Linked DNA regions of Sus scrofa: region 1 is linked to region 2. Evidence: chromatin contacts called from public HiChIP or PLAC-seq data. All regions are on one chromosome and are shown on one strand. Each heading gives the region's core, a stretch centred on a gene start, on an enhancer-like site or on the middle of the called end of the contact. The rest is flanking DNA. Distances are from core to core; before and after follow the strand shown.

Region 1 (6,125 bases), core at 2,956-5,455, 300 kb before region 2:
CAGTAAAGTAGACAAAATTGAATAAAAACATGTTACAGTCTGGGTAAATATTTCAAATGCCAAAATATGCAATATATATGTTTGAAATAGTAATTATTTACCTTGACAATTCTATCACAAAGCCTGTTATTTTAGTTTGGGTAGGACTGTCTTGTTTATACAAGCCAATATATGGAAATGTTACAGGAAATAGTTTATTTCTACTCTTAAGTTAAAAAATGCTTCTGAAATTCAAATATATATTCACTCAATCAGGAAAATTAATGACTTCATAATTAAAGCTAAGCATAACAGGTATATATGTGAAAGAGCCCTGATTACAAAACTTTCTACAATCCTAATATATTTGCTAATACTAACTTAGGTTTATGAAGTTATAATATTGTCTTTCATGAAACAATCAAATAAGAATTCATGACAGTTTGTAAGAAAAACCAGTACTATACAATCTGACTGTAAAATGGTCTCGGTTTCTACATTAAGATGTCAACACAAATGTCCTCTAATTTAGAAAAATAAGACCACTCTGTTAGAGAGAAAAAGTTGAATACTTACCATCAAAACTAATACTTGCAACCTTGGTATATTTACTTTCTGAAGCTTTTAATGTAATTGGTTTAAAGTGTACTGTTATAGCATCATTTTGTGGTGTAGGTCGAACACTCTGCAAAGAGAAAAATTTACATAGCATTATTTCAGTCTAATGGTTCAGTTTATACTGAAAAGTATACTGGAAAAGTAAAGCAGAACCAAAATGTAAAAAGGTGAACTTTATATGGTCCCTTTGAATGGAGGAGGCCCCAAACTGGTGTAACATCAAATTAATTTCATTGGACTATTTTTATGAAATAAAATGATGACTAGAGGAAAAAAATGCATGACTGATAAGTTGAGTGTGTAAGAAACTAAAGACAAACTAGTATACTAGGTATGCATACATAAAATAGGAAAAGAGTATTTATTATCTACATGGACCCCTAGTTCACCTATAAGGGAAAGTGACATGAAGATTTATGATAGGGCCCCTCTTACAGAAATTTAAACACTAAATGTAACATCCTGACTATATGAAGATGAAGAATGCGCTTATTTGGGAGCTGGTGTCCCTTTGCCAAGGCAGTTTTGCAGATCCTATTTCTTTTTTTTCCTCTCTTCTTATGGCCACACCTCTGGCATAGGGAAGTTCCCAGGCCAAAGGTGGAATCAAAGCTGCAGCTGCCAGCCTACATCACCACCACGTCAATGCCAGATGAGATCTATCTATGACCTAATGCCATAACCCGAGGCAACACTGGACCCTTAACCCACTGAGTGAGGCTAGGGATTGAACCCACATCCTAACAGACACTGTCAGGTTCTTAACCTGCTGGGCTACAATAGGAACTCCATTGCACACGAATCTTGATCAAAAAAATCTTCCCTTAGAATTCAACTTGAATCTTGCTTTGGTTTCCAAATGCTTCTGGGGTTTTTGCTGAATTTCCAGTGGCTTTTTAAACTTGCCGAAGCCTGACATGTCCCACAGAAAGGCACTCTCATCAGGCAAGCCTGCTAAGACTGTGCTGTCAGGGCTCCTAGAGCCACCAAGTTCCACCCCAGCTGTTCCCCACCCATTTTTCTGCTCATTTATAAAGGTGGTTTCTGCCTCAAGAGAACAAAGGATGGTCCTTTGAAGGCCCAAGAAGCACCTCGGAAAAGCATGAGGAAAAACTGTCCCTTGCATTGTCTGCAATCACAGGGAACTTTGCAAGGTGCAGCCCAGCTCCTCAAGGTGCAGGCAGGGAGGGCCTGTGCTGGAGATCTTAATGGCCTTACTTCTGGGCTTCTGGCTCTCTTAGCATTTTAACTCTTATCTATCTTTCTCTTCTTTTTTTTTGTCTTTTTTTGTCTTTTTAGGGCCACACCCACAGCATATGGAGGTTCCTAGGCCAGGGGTCTAATTGGAGCTGTTGCTGCCAGCCTACGCCACCCACACCAGATCCAAGCTGTGTCTGCAACCTACACCACAGCTCAAAGCAATGCCGGAGCTTTAATAAACTGAGTGAGGACAGGGATTGAACCCACAACCTCATGGTTCCTAGTTGGATTCATTTCTGCTATGCCACAACAGGAACTCCTCTTCCTTTGAGAACTCATTTGCTTTGAAGCTCTAACTGGGGCTGGGGATTGACTGGTTCCATCCACATATTTACTATCAATAAGCTTGCTGTTATTAGCAATCATTTAAAGTACCAATCTCTATTCCTTGATGGGTATGTAGGTACGTATGTATGTACATGTGCATATGTGGGTGTGTGTGTGTTTGTATTTTTAACAATTAAGACAAAGCAGTCTGACTATAAGAGAAACTACAAACTGGAGAAAGGTTCATTTGAATTCACTATACTATACTACTCTACTAATACTTTTTTTTTTTCCTTTTTTTTTTTTAAAGGGCTGCATCTGTGGCATATGGAGATTCCCAGGCTAGGGGTCCAATTAGAGCTGTAGCTACTGGCCTACACCACAGCCACAGCAATGCCGGATCTGAGCTGAGTCTGCGACCTACACCTCAGCTCACGGCAACGCTGGATCCTTAACCCCCTGATCAAGGCCAGGGATCGAACCCACAATCTCATCATTCCTAGCTGGGTTCGTTGACTACCGAGCCACGAGGGGAACTCCACATACTAACACATTTCCCGAAGGAAAGTACTATAGAAGTATATGTGACAACCCATGGTGATCAGTTTATGCAACAAAAGGATGTTAACTATTTAACCAGAAGTGTGAGTTTGAGTAAACTGCCCGTTTACTTTAAGGGGCCTTACTTTTTCCCTTCCATAAAATCCTAGGGGATTGGATTAGATATTTTCTAAGTTTCCATCTATCTAAAATATTTTTGTGATTTTGATTAATTTTGCTGTTTTTTTGAATACGCCACATTATCTTGAGGTCAAGATTTGTTAGAGATGATCATAAAAAGCTCTGTTTACAGAGGAGAGCCATAGTTCCTAATTCTTTCACTTGTTCTGTTGATTATGACACAGCAGCAATGGAACCTGGATTATTTTCAAACATGATTAAAGTGGTGGTTAATCAGTAACAAGCACACTTTTTTTTTTTTTTTTTTTTTTTTAAATGGCCACATCCATGATATATGGAATTCATGGGTCTGGAACTGAATCCAAGCCACAGCTGTGACCTACACCACAGCTATGGCAATGCCAGATTCTTAACCGGCTGCACCAGAGTGTGAATTTCACAAGCACAATACTTTTAAAGGGCATAACACCATGGCAGAAACAGCTAAGTGATGGTACTTATTACCACATAGTCACTGTTAAGTAGTAAGAATTTAGAATAAATAGTTGATAAAAAAAAAGTTCCTCTCACATGAAACATACTTGAAGATTTTCCTTACCAGAGGAAAAATATTTTATATTTTTATTTATTATATTTAATTTATTATAATATAAAGTTATTACCTTAAAACATGTCACACTAGTAGTAAAAAAAATATTCAATTGGCTCATATTTTATACAAATGGTCTGAACTGTTGAATTATTACCATTTAGAAAAAAAAAAATCCCTCAATCAGTTAAAACCTGTTTTCCAAGGAAACAAAAACAAAGCAAAACAAAACAAAACGTTGGCTCCTTCTGATGGCTTCAAATGAAAAATAAATAACGATTAACTTGTAAGTATATTTATACTAACAATCTGTTTTAATATCAGTCACTAACTGTTGCTTACTTAGATAATCAAGAAGGGGAAAATATATGGCAAGATTCCCAGGAAAGGCAGCTTGCACAAGCTCTAAATATAGTTCCATCCTTTCTCACGACATGCATACCCAACTAATGCTCAGGAACTCTCAAGTGAGACTCAAGGCCCAGGACATTCTAAAACTTATTTAGGCAAAAGTTTAATTTAAGCAAGCAAGGAAAATAACCTTTTCATATAGAGCAAATAAACTTTTAACAACAGGTGCACAAATTCACTAAGGTGCTTATCAAGTTGATAGTGGTAAAATTAATTAAATACATTTGTGATTCTTATTCATTAACAAGGAAACTTCACACAAAGGTGACTCTTAAAACATCTCAAGCAAACTCATTCCCTTATTTGTACAGCATTAATGTTTTGTAAATGTTGAGGAAAACCATATTCTCAAAGTTGCATTATAGTCAATCAATGGCAGGAAGGCCTGAACCTGGGCATCCTGCCCATTGACAAGTGGGGAAATTATATTTGGAACTGCTTGGTTTGGTAGTCTTATATCTTGAAAGCTGAATTCCATGAAGGGAAATTTAAAAAAGACTTTTCAGCCACTAGTACTGCTGAGCCCATCCTAAAATGCTATAAATTTGTGAAATGGAGGGAATTAGGGACCCTTCTAAAAATGCACCAGTCTCTAAGTCTGGCATATGATGCAGAAAAACACAGGGAAAACCTTAGGAAGCTCTTTTAAAACTCAGTTCCCATGGCTGATAAGGCGAGAGGTCCAAGCTACCATCACCTCCCAGGCAGACCACTACAAGAGATTTTAAACTTTCTGCAGTTCATTCACCACAATGCAGCTATGGTGACTTTCTTTTCTTTTCTTTTTTTTTTTTTTTGTCTTTTGTCTTTTAAGGCCACACCCGCAGCATATGGAGGTTCCCAGGCTAGGGGTCTAATCAGAGCTGTTGTCGCTGGCCTACACCACAGCCACAGCAACAAGGGCCAGATCCAAGCTACATCTGCGACGTACACCACAGCTCACGGCAATGCCGGATCCTTAACCCACTGAGCGAGGCCAGGGATCAAACCTGCAACCTCATGGTTCCTAGTTGGATTCGTTTCCTCTGTGCCACGACAGGAACTCCATACAGTGACTTTTTACAACACATACTTTGAGCAATGGTATATCAACAAATTAGGCAAGTTAGATGAAATGAAAAACTTCCTAGAAACTCATAAGCTACTGAAACTGGCTCAGGAAGATACAGAAATACATTCATGACTTTGTTAATTATGCTAACATACACACACTCAAATTTTTATAAACACTTATATTGCTCTTATTTTGGTCCTTTTTTTATAGACTGATGAAAATTTCAATGCAGATTAAAGACCCCCAATCACTAACCCCTCAATGTAGTAGAAACAGTCTGCATTACGTATTTTTTTTTTTTTTCTTTTTTAAGAAAAATATGGCACCAGGGTGGCTAGGTCAAAGGAACTGTTCCTTGTCATCTGTGGAAGGGTCCTTCACCCTTGACAATGCCTGGAGGAGCAGGGGTGTGGATCCCACCAGATTCAGGCAACTGAAAGGCAGATCTCTCTCAGCTGGCCTATTACTAGGGTGCTAGGAACCTCAGGTGGGGGCAGTTTCAGCTCCACTGTGCATTGGGGAGAGCTTTTTACCAGACTCCATTCCCATAACCAGCCTTAATGCTTCTCCCTAGCAGAAAGATATACTAGGTCATATGTCAGGACACTGCTTAGACTATGACCCTGCTAGCTAGTGAGCAAGGTCACTGTGAACTGAAATGTGGTTCCTGAGATGACCGTCCCTCCCATTATTCAGGGTTTGTATACGCTCTTCTCTTTGGTCTCTACTCCACCAGCTGGAGGTAAACAAACACTAGGTTTGGTCAGGGATGAAGAGCAGTCTCTTAAGTCTCATAGCCTATCTTATTTTATCAGATTTCTCTGAATTTAGCTTTCCGACATCAGCATGGGTCATAATAAAAATATAATGCCTTCCTTGTTCATTATTCTCTATGTAATGTGTGGATCACCTCACCTTGAGGTGGGGCTGTGGTTGGTAAAGCAAAATCCGGATAGCCCTGTCCCCCCACCCCACCCCCCAAACCATGTAAAAGGCATCCCAGTCACTGGTTCTGTGTATATGTGTAAGGGAAAGAGAGACCTCTAGTTCACAGTGTGCTGTCCAGGGTGACCACGGCAGCTGCCAGTCAGAAGGGGTATCTGTGACAAATGTTAACAGCACTACCACTACCTACCGCAGTTCTAGCTTTGTGACTTCTCTTCCCAACTCATCTGAATCTTTTCTTCTCTCTCCTTATTTAACCAAACATTAAGTCTAACAACCAAACCAGATGGAATCCTTACAACCTGTTTTTCTTGGCACATG
Region 2 (6,613 bases), core at 2,929-5,428:
CATCTAGAAGACCTTACTAAGACATTTCTCAAAAAAAGATGTACAGGTAGCTAAAAAGCAAATGAAAATATGCTCATCTTTGCCAATTATGAGAGAAATGCAAATCAAAACTACAATGAGTTACCACCTCACACTTATCAGAATGGCCATCATTTAAAAAATCTACAATACAAATGCTGGAGAGAGTGTGGAGAAAAGGGAACCCTTTTTCACTGTCAGTGGGAATGTAAATTGGTGCAGCCACTATGGAGGATAGTTCCTAAAAAAACTAAAAAACAGAACTACCATATTATCCAGCAGTCCCACTCCTGAGCATATATACAGACAAAACTATAGTTTAAAAGGTACATGCACTCTTATGTTCATAGCAGCAGTATTTATAATAGCCAAGACATGGAAACAAACTAAATGTCTATTGACAGATAAATGGATAAAGAAGGTGGGGTACACACATACACACACACAATGGAATACTACTCAGCCTTAAAAAAGAATGAAATAATTAAAGATGTAAAGAAACGGAAAGATATTCCATGTTCCTGGGTTGGAAAAATCAATATTGTAAAATGCCATACTACCCAAAGCAATCTACAGATTCAATGCAATCCCTATCAAACTACCCATGACATTTTTCACAGAACTAGAACAAACAATCCAAAAATTTATATAGAACAACAAAAGACCCAGAATCACCAAAGCAATCCTGAGAAACAGAAAATAAGCAGGGGGCATAACTTTTCCAGACTTAAAGAAATATTACAAAGCCACAGTCATCAAAACAGTGTGGTACTGGTATCAAAACAGACAGACAGACCAATGGAACAGAATAAGAACCCAGAAATAAACCCTGACACCTATGGTCAATTAATCTTTGATAAGGGAGGCAAGAACATAAAATGGGAAAAAGTCTGTTCATCAAGCATTGCTGGGAAACCTGGACAGCTGCATGCAAAGCAATGAAACTAGAACACACCCTCACACCATGCACAAAAACAAACTCCAAATGGCTGAAAGACTTAAATATAAGACAGGACACCATCAAACTCCTAGAAGAAAACATAGGCAAAATACTCTCTGACATCAACATCATGAATATTTTCTCAGGTCAGTCTCCCAAAGCAATAGAAATTAGAGCAAATATAAACCCATGGGACCTCATCAAACTGAAAATCTTTTGCACAGCAAAGGAAACCCAAAAGAAAACAAAAAGACAACTTTCAGAATGGGAGGAAATAGTTTCAAATGATCCAATGGACAAGGGCTTAATCTCCAGAATATATAAACAATTTATACAACCCAAAAGCAAAAAAGCCAATCAACCAATGGAAAAATGGGCAAAAGACCTGAATAGACTGTTCTCCAAGGAAGATACACAGATGGCCAGCAAACACATGAGAAAATGCTCGACGTCGCTGATTATAAGAGAAATGCAAATCAAAACTACCATGAGATACCACCTCACACCAGTCAGAATGGCCATCTTTAATAAATCCACAAATAACAAGTGCTGGAGGGGGTGTGGAGAAAAGGGAACCCTCCTGCACAGTTGGTGGGAATGTAAACTGGTATAGCCACTATGGAGAACAGTTTGGAGATACCTTAGAAATCTATACATACAACTTCCATATGACCCCGCAATCCCACTCTTGGGCATATATCCAGGCAAAACTCTACTTAAAAGAGACACATGCACCCGCATGTTCATTGCAGCACTATTCACAATAGCCAGGACATGGAAACAACCCAAATGTCCATCGACAGATGATTGGATTCGGAAGATGTGGTATATATACACAATGGAATACTACTCAGCCATAAAAAAAGAATGACATAATGCCATTTACAGCAACATGGATGGAACTAGAGACTCTCATACTGAGTGAAATGAGTCAGAAAGACAAATACTGTATGATATCACTTATAACTGGAATCTAATATCCAGCACAAATGAACATCTCCACAGAAAAGAAAATCATGGACTTGGAGAATAGACTTGTGGCTGCCTGATGGGAGAGAGAGGGAGTGGGAGGGATCGGGAGCTTGGGGTTATCAGATACAACTTGGAATAGATTTACAAGGAGATCCTGCTGAATAGCATTGAGAACTATGTCTAGATACTCATATTGCAACAGAACAAAAGGTGGGAAAAAAATGTATGCATGTAAGAGTAACTTAATCCCCATGCTGTACAGTGGGAAAAAAATAAAATAAAATAAAGAATGAAATAATGCCATTTGCAGCAACATGGATGCAGGTAGATAATTCTCATACTGAGTGAAGTCGGACAGAGAAAGATAAATACCATATGATTTTACTTACATGTGGAATCTAAAATATGACACAAATGAACTTATCTGAAGAACAGATAAAGAGAACAGATTTGTGGTTGCCAAAGGGGAGGGATGGACTGGGAGTTTGGGAATAGTGTATGCAAAGTATTATATATAAAATGGACAAACAGCAAGGTCCTACTGTATAGCTCAGGGAACTGTATTTATTCAATGACCTATAATAAACCATATGGAAAAGCATATGAAAAAGGATATACATATGTATGTGTATGTGTATATATATATCTGAATCACTTTGCTCTATAGCAGAAATTAAAGCAACATTGTAAATCAACTATATTTCAATAAAGTAAATTTTAAAACATGGGAAAAAAAGAATTGCCCATGTATACTCAACCCTCTTCTTCCCTTAGTTCACACCTTTACCTGATGTGTGTAAAGGTCCAGTTTTCCCACCAGAGGGTCAGTTTCTTTAAGGGCAGGGAGCCCTTGTATTTCTTTCCCCATAGTGGGTTTGAGTCCTGGGTTCCTTGTTTGTTCTTAACTCTGGGCTGCAGCATGGCCTTTCACCAGGACCCCCGCACTGCTCCCTAGAGCCCTTTCTTGGCACCCAGCAGTGGCAGGCTCAGCCCAGTTCAGAGCTGGTTGATGGAACTCAGAGAGCAGCCCTGGGGCCATCTTGCATTCTTTTGGGGGTCCTGTAGTTCCCTTAGAACCAAAAGTTCAGGCCTTTTTTTGTGATTGGGAAAGCTAAAAAACAAAAAATTTAGTAAATTTGCTCTCAAGGAAACTCACAAATTTCCCTCAAATTTACCATTTCATTAAAATATCCTATGAGTTGATGTCTTTTAAATGGTGTTACCTGTTCTAAATAGATTTATTCAGTGTAACTTTATTCATGGGCATTTGGGACATCTTTTCTTTAGATATTGCTTCTCTTCTTTGTGCTTGTGTATTTATCGCCTGTTAGTCAGTAGCACCCAGAGCCTGGGGTCATGTTCTCATGGAGTTTGGTGGAAGACTTGCTCTCTAGCATGGGGAGAAGAGTTATGGTTTGTATTCAGGTTTTCTATATGAATATTGGACAATTAGACTGCATTACATTTGCATTTTGCTGCCTTCTGCTTAGAAGAAGGAGGCCCCAGGAGATGGTACCATAACCATCTAAGAGTTGCCCATCCTTGACATTTGAAATTGCTTTTAAGACATCATGATGCTTGTGAAACACATGTATTCATTGTCCCAAGAAAGCATATCAGGATAGCAAAATGACTCTATTTGCTTAAATTAATTAGTAGTTAATTTCCTTTGGGTGAGACTGAGCAAAACATCTTAGTATGTAATTTAACACAAGGAACTGGGAATTTTCCCATTACAACAAAAACTTCTGATTTCACCACTTTCAATCCCTTTATGGATGCAATATGCCCCCTTTTACCAGATCCATACTATAAGTTTAGGTCTCTGGGAATTTTAATCACCTCATAGTGGATTATTATTTTAAAATGTCATATTGCTTTATGAAAATATATATGCAGTGTTTTCCTGAAAATACTGCCTTTGATAGTCATATTCAGCTCTTTCGGACCCTCATGGTCAGGTAGGAGTTTAGGGCTCAGGCAGTGAGCAGTCTCTACCCAGTGGGGCCAGTTACTCCCCAGGGGTCCTAGGCAAGGGGGAAATGACCACTAACAAACCAGCCCACAGGAGGACCCAGGTGATGGTCTGGGATTCAGGGTTGCTGAGGGTGGTTTTAATTTCATTGGTATTGCTAATATTTCAGAATCATGGCGGGGAGCCTTGCTTAGCTGAGGCCCAAGGATCTAAAAAGGATATCACTGCTGCTTTAGGGCAAGTCACTCTTGAGATCTGGAATCCCTAGGGCACAGCCACATGCTCAAATGATACAAGTCTGTTATATACCAGTCAGAAGAGTTTCTTGCGTTATTGGGGCCGTCAATTATGAGACAGAGCAATTCTTTGAGGTCATTATTTCTTTGTCATAAGGAAAAACAAAAAGAAGAAAGGATAGGAATTCTTCCTGAAAGCCCTGGATCCTGTGCTGACTACCATGGAGGATACAAAGAAGAGACACTGTGTCCGTTCAAACGTAAACTGTAATCTAACACTGTGGGCTAATACCATAGGAAAGCTGAAGATCATAATAGCTCTCAGCCCTGGGATGGCCCTGGACCAGTGCTGAATGGTGAGCTGTGCTGTAAGCAGCTGCTTACTAAAAATAAAGCCTCATGTTTGTCAAGTTGGACTTGAATTAGCCTGGATTCCAGGTCTGGATAGACTAATTCACCATCTCCAGCTGATGCTTCTTTATGCTCATTAGAGTTGGAGGTTGATGTGCCAGGAGGCAGCCAGGAATTGCATATGGTGCCCGCCTGTCTAATGGCCTGAGAGTATGTCCAGGCAGCAAAAGCCTCCACTGAGAACAGTGATTGTGGCTGGCTCATTTCACCAGAATTGAGAAGAAGTGAGGGGCAGATCATTGTTCTCTGGAGTGACTGGGCAAAGCTTGCTGGTGGAGCCAGGCTGGTGCCTTGAATGAAGGGTGCGGCTGAGTGCAGTGGAGGGCTCTGAGTGCCCTGAGTGGGAGGGCAGTGGGAGTGCAGGGGCCCTGGAGGGCTGGGAGGATAGTGTCCTGGCAGGGTTCAGGCTGACAGTATTAGAGGGGGTGAAATGGGGGTCCTGAACCCTGGACTTGAATGCCAGTTCAGGGAGCAGAACCCTGCTCACTGCTGCATCCTCAGTCCTGGCAGTGCCCACTCCCTATCTGTGGTAAGTGCGCAACAAGTATTTGCTGAGTGAACAGATTAATGAGTTGGACTGGACTGTATCCTGCAGGTGAGACAGGAAGGTTTGACAGGAAGCCTTAACAGGCAGGTGGTGTTTGTGGCAGGTACTCCGTGGGCTCTTCCCCTGACACACCCACACGTATCTGACCTGGGTCTCGTTCATCTGTTAAGTCAGCAGTCTGAGAAGTCAGTACCGGGGGCTAAGGCAAAACAGCAGCTTGATGTGACAGCACTTGCAGTGGTGTCAGCATACTCCGAACCTTCAGGTTGTTCCACTAGGCATGTGGGGGATGTTGGGGTTTGGTGAGGAAGGGGGAGGATCTTCTGGGTCACCTGGATGTGCCCATGAGGAACCATATCCTCTTTCTGTGTACAGCAGGCCTTGGCTGGCCCCTCCCTTGATGGACAGGATCCAGTGGGGTTTTGTCTCCTCTCTGGTTTGGCCTGGAGAATTGCAAACCCACAGAGCTCTCGGAACACTAAGTTTCCTGTGCCCTGTCTCCAGGCTCTTCTATTTCCAGTGGGGCTGTCTCCCTGTCTGATTTCCCAGCTAAGTCCCTTAGACACAACCCAGATAAAAATGGCAGCCCTTCCCCGCTGCCTGTAGAATAACTTGAAATAAAATTCCACCTTCTAAGTTAGGCTTTTTATTGCCCGTGATTGTTATGGTCCACTGGCTGGTTTTGTTTCATTTGTTTTTAAAGCAAACCTAGTTAAATGGGTAGTTGTGAGTTTTGTTTTCTGATCCATTATAACGACTAACCCAGTGTAGTGAGAGTCTAATTACTACATGCTCAGAGGAGCACATCTTGGGTCATGGCTGTCCCCTTAAACACACTCTCCTGTCCCTGAATCAGCCAGTCAACTGTATTTCCTTGGAGGTTTTTCCTTGCATGCTGACCTGTGGCTCACTCTTTCTTAAGATATTATTGACAGGTCTGGGCACATGGAAAGCCTTGACTCCTCTGAAACCTTTGAAGAGAGAATTCTGCTACTTAACACGTCCAGGCTGAAGCAAGCAGCCGGAAGTTAGTTCTGCTTTTTCATAGGGTCAGAAAGTCCTGTGAGCTCCAGGTTTGCAATTGGCAGCAGCCTGTGATATTTTTGGAGTTCCTAGGCGGAGCTGGGTGCTCATCACATTTCTCTCCTTGGGCTGCTGATGGCTGCAGAAACCTGGTGGCCGTCCATCTCTGTCAGGGCTCGTCACTTGCTTCTTAATGAATATAGCTATTAATACTCTCTCACCTGATCTGGCCACTTCAGGAGGCCAGGGCTCTGATGTCCCTTAATTCCACCCCACCCTTCTAGGCTGCAATTTATTTTGTTTTTTTGGCTGTCCTGTGGCATATGTAGTTCCCAGGCCAGGGATCAGATCTGAGCCGTAGTTGCTCTGTACACCGCAGCTATGGCAATGCTGGATCCTTAACCCACTGTGCTGGGCTGGGGATCAAACCTGCATCCTTGCGCTGTGGAGATGCCACCAATCCTGTTGTGCCACAGTGGGGACTCCTGGAC

What was found. HiChIP or PLAC-seq counts read pairs in DNA pulled down with a chosen protein or histone mark.
Region 1: a contact with region 2 is called in an H3K27ac HiChIP or PLAC-seq map of skeletal muscle, with 5 times the contacts expected there. The contact joins two enhancer-like sites. A contact is called at or near these places in 1 of 47 Hi-C or Micro-C datasets (skeletal muscle) and 1 of 2 datasets of contacts at active chromatin or transcription factors (skeletal muscle).

What each region holds. Positions count from the first base shown.
Region 1 is chr3:56,407,226-56,413,350 of Sscrofa11.1, reverse strand. TMEM131 (transmembrane protein 131) reads right to left here. Exons shown (of 41, transcript XM_021087250.1): 12 at 556-664. Among named protein-coding and RNA genes, the nearest start is that of TMEM131, 130 kb to the right of the region's middle. Within about 2 kb of position 4,205, at least 8 of the 83 cell types and tissues checked have an H3K27ac peak or open chromatin away from gene starts, as enhancers often do. A contact at or near this core is called in skeletal muscle, where this site is marked.
Region 2 is chr3:56,109,561-56,116,173 of Sscrofa11.1, reverse strand. The region is part of intron 7 of VWA3B (von Willebrand factor A domain-containing protein 3B); the gene reads left to right. Among named protein-coding and RNA genes, the nearest start is that of VWA3B, 61 kb to the left of the region's middle. Within about 2 kb of position 4,178, at least 3 of the 83 cell types and tissues checked have an H3K27ac peak or open chromatin away from gene starts, as enhancers often do. A contact at or near this core is called in skeletal muscle, where this site is marked.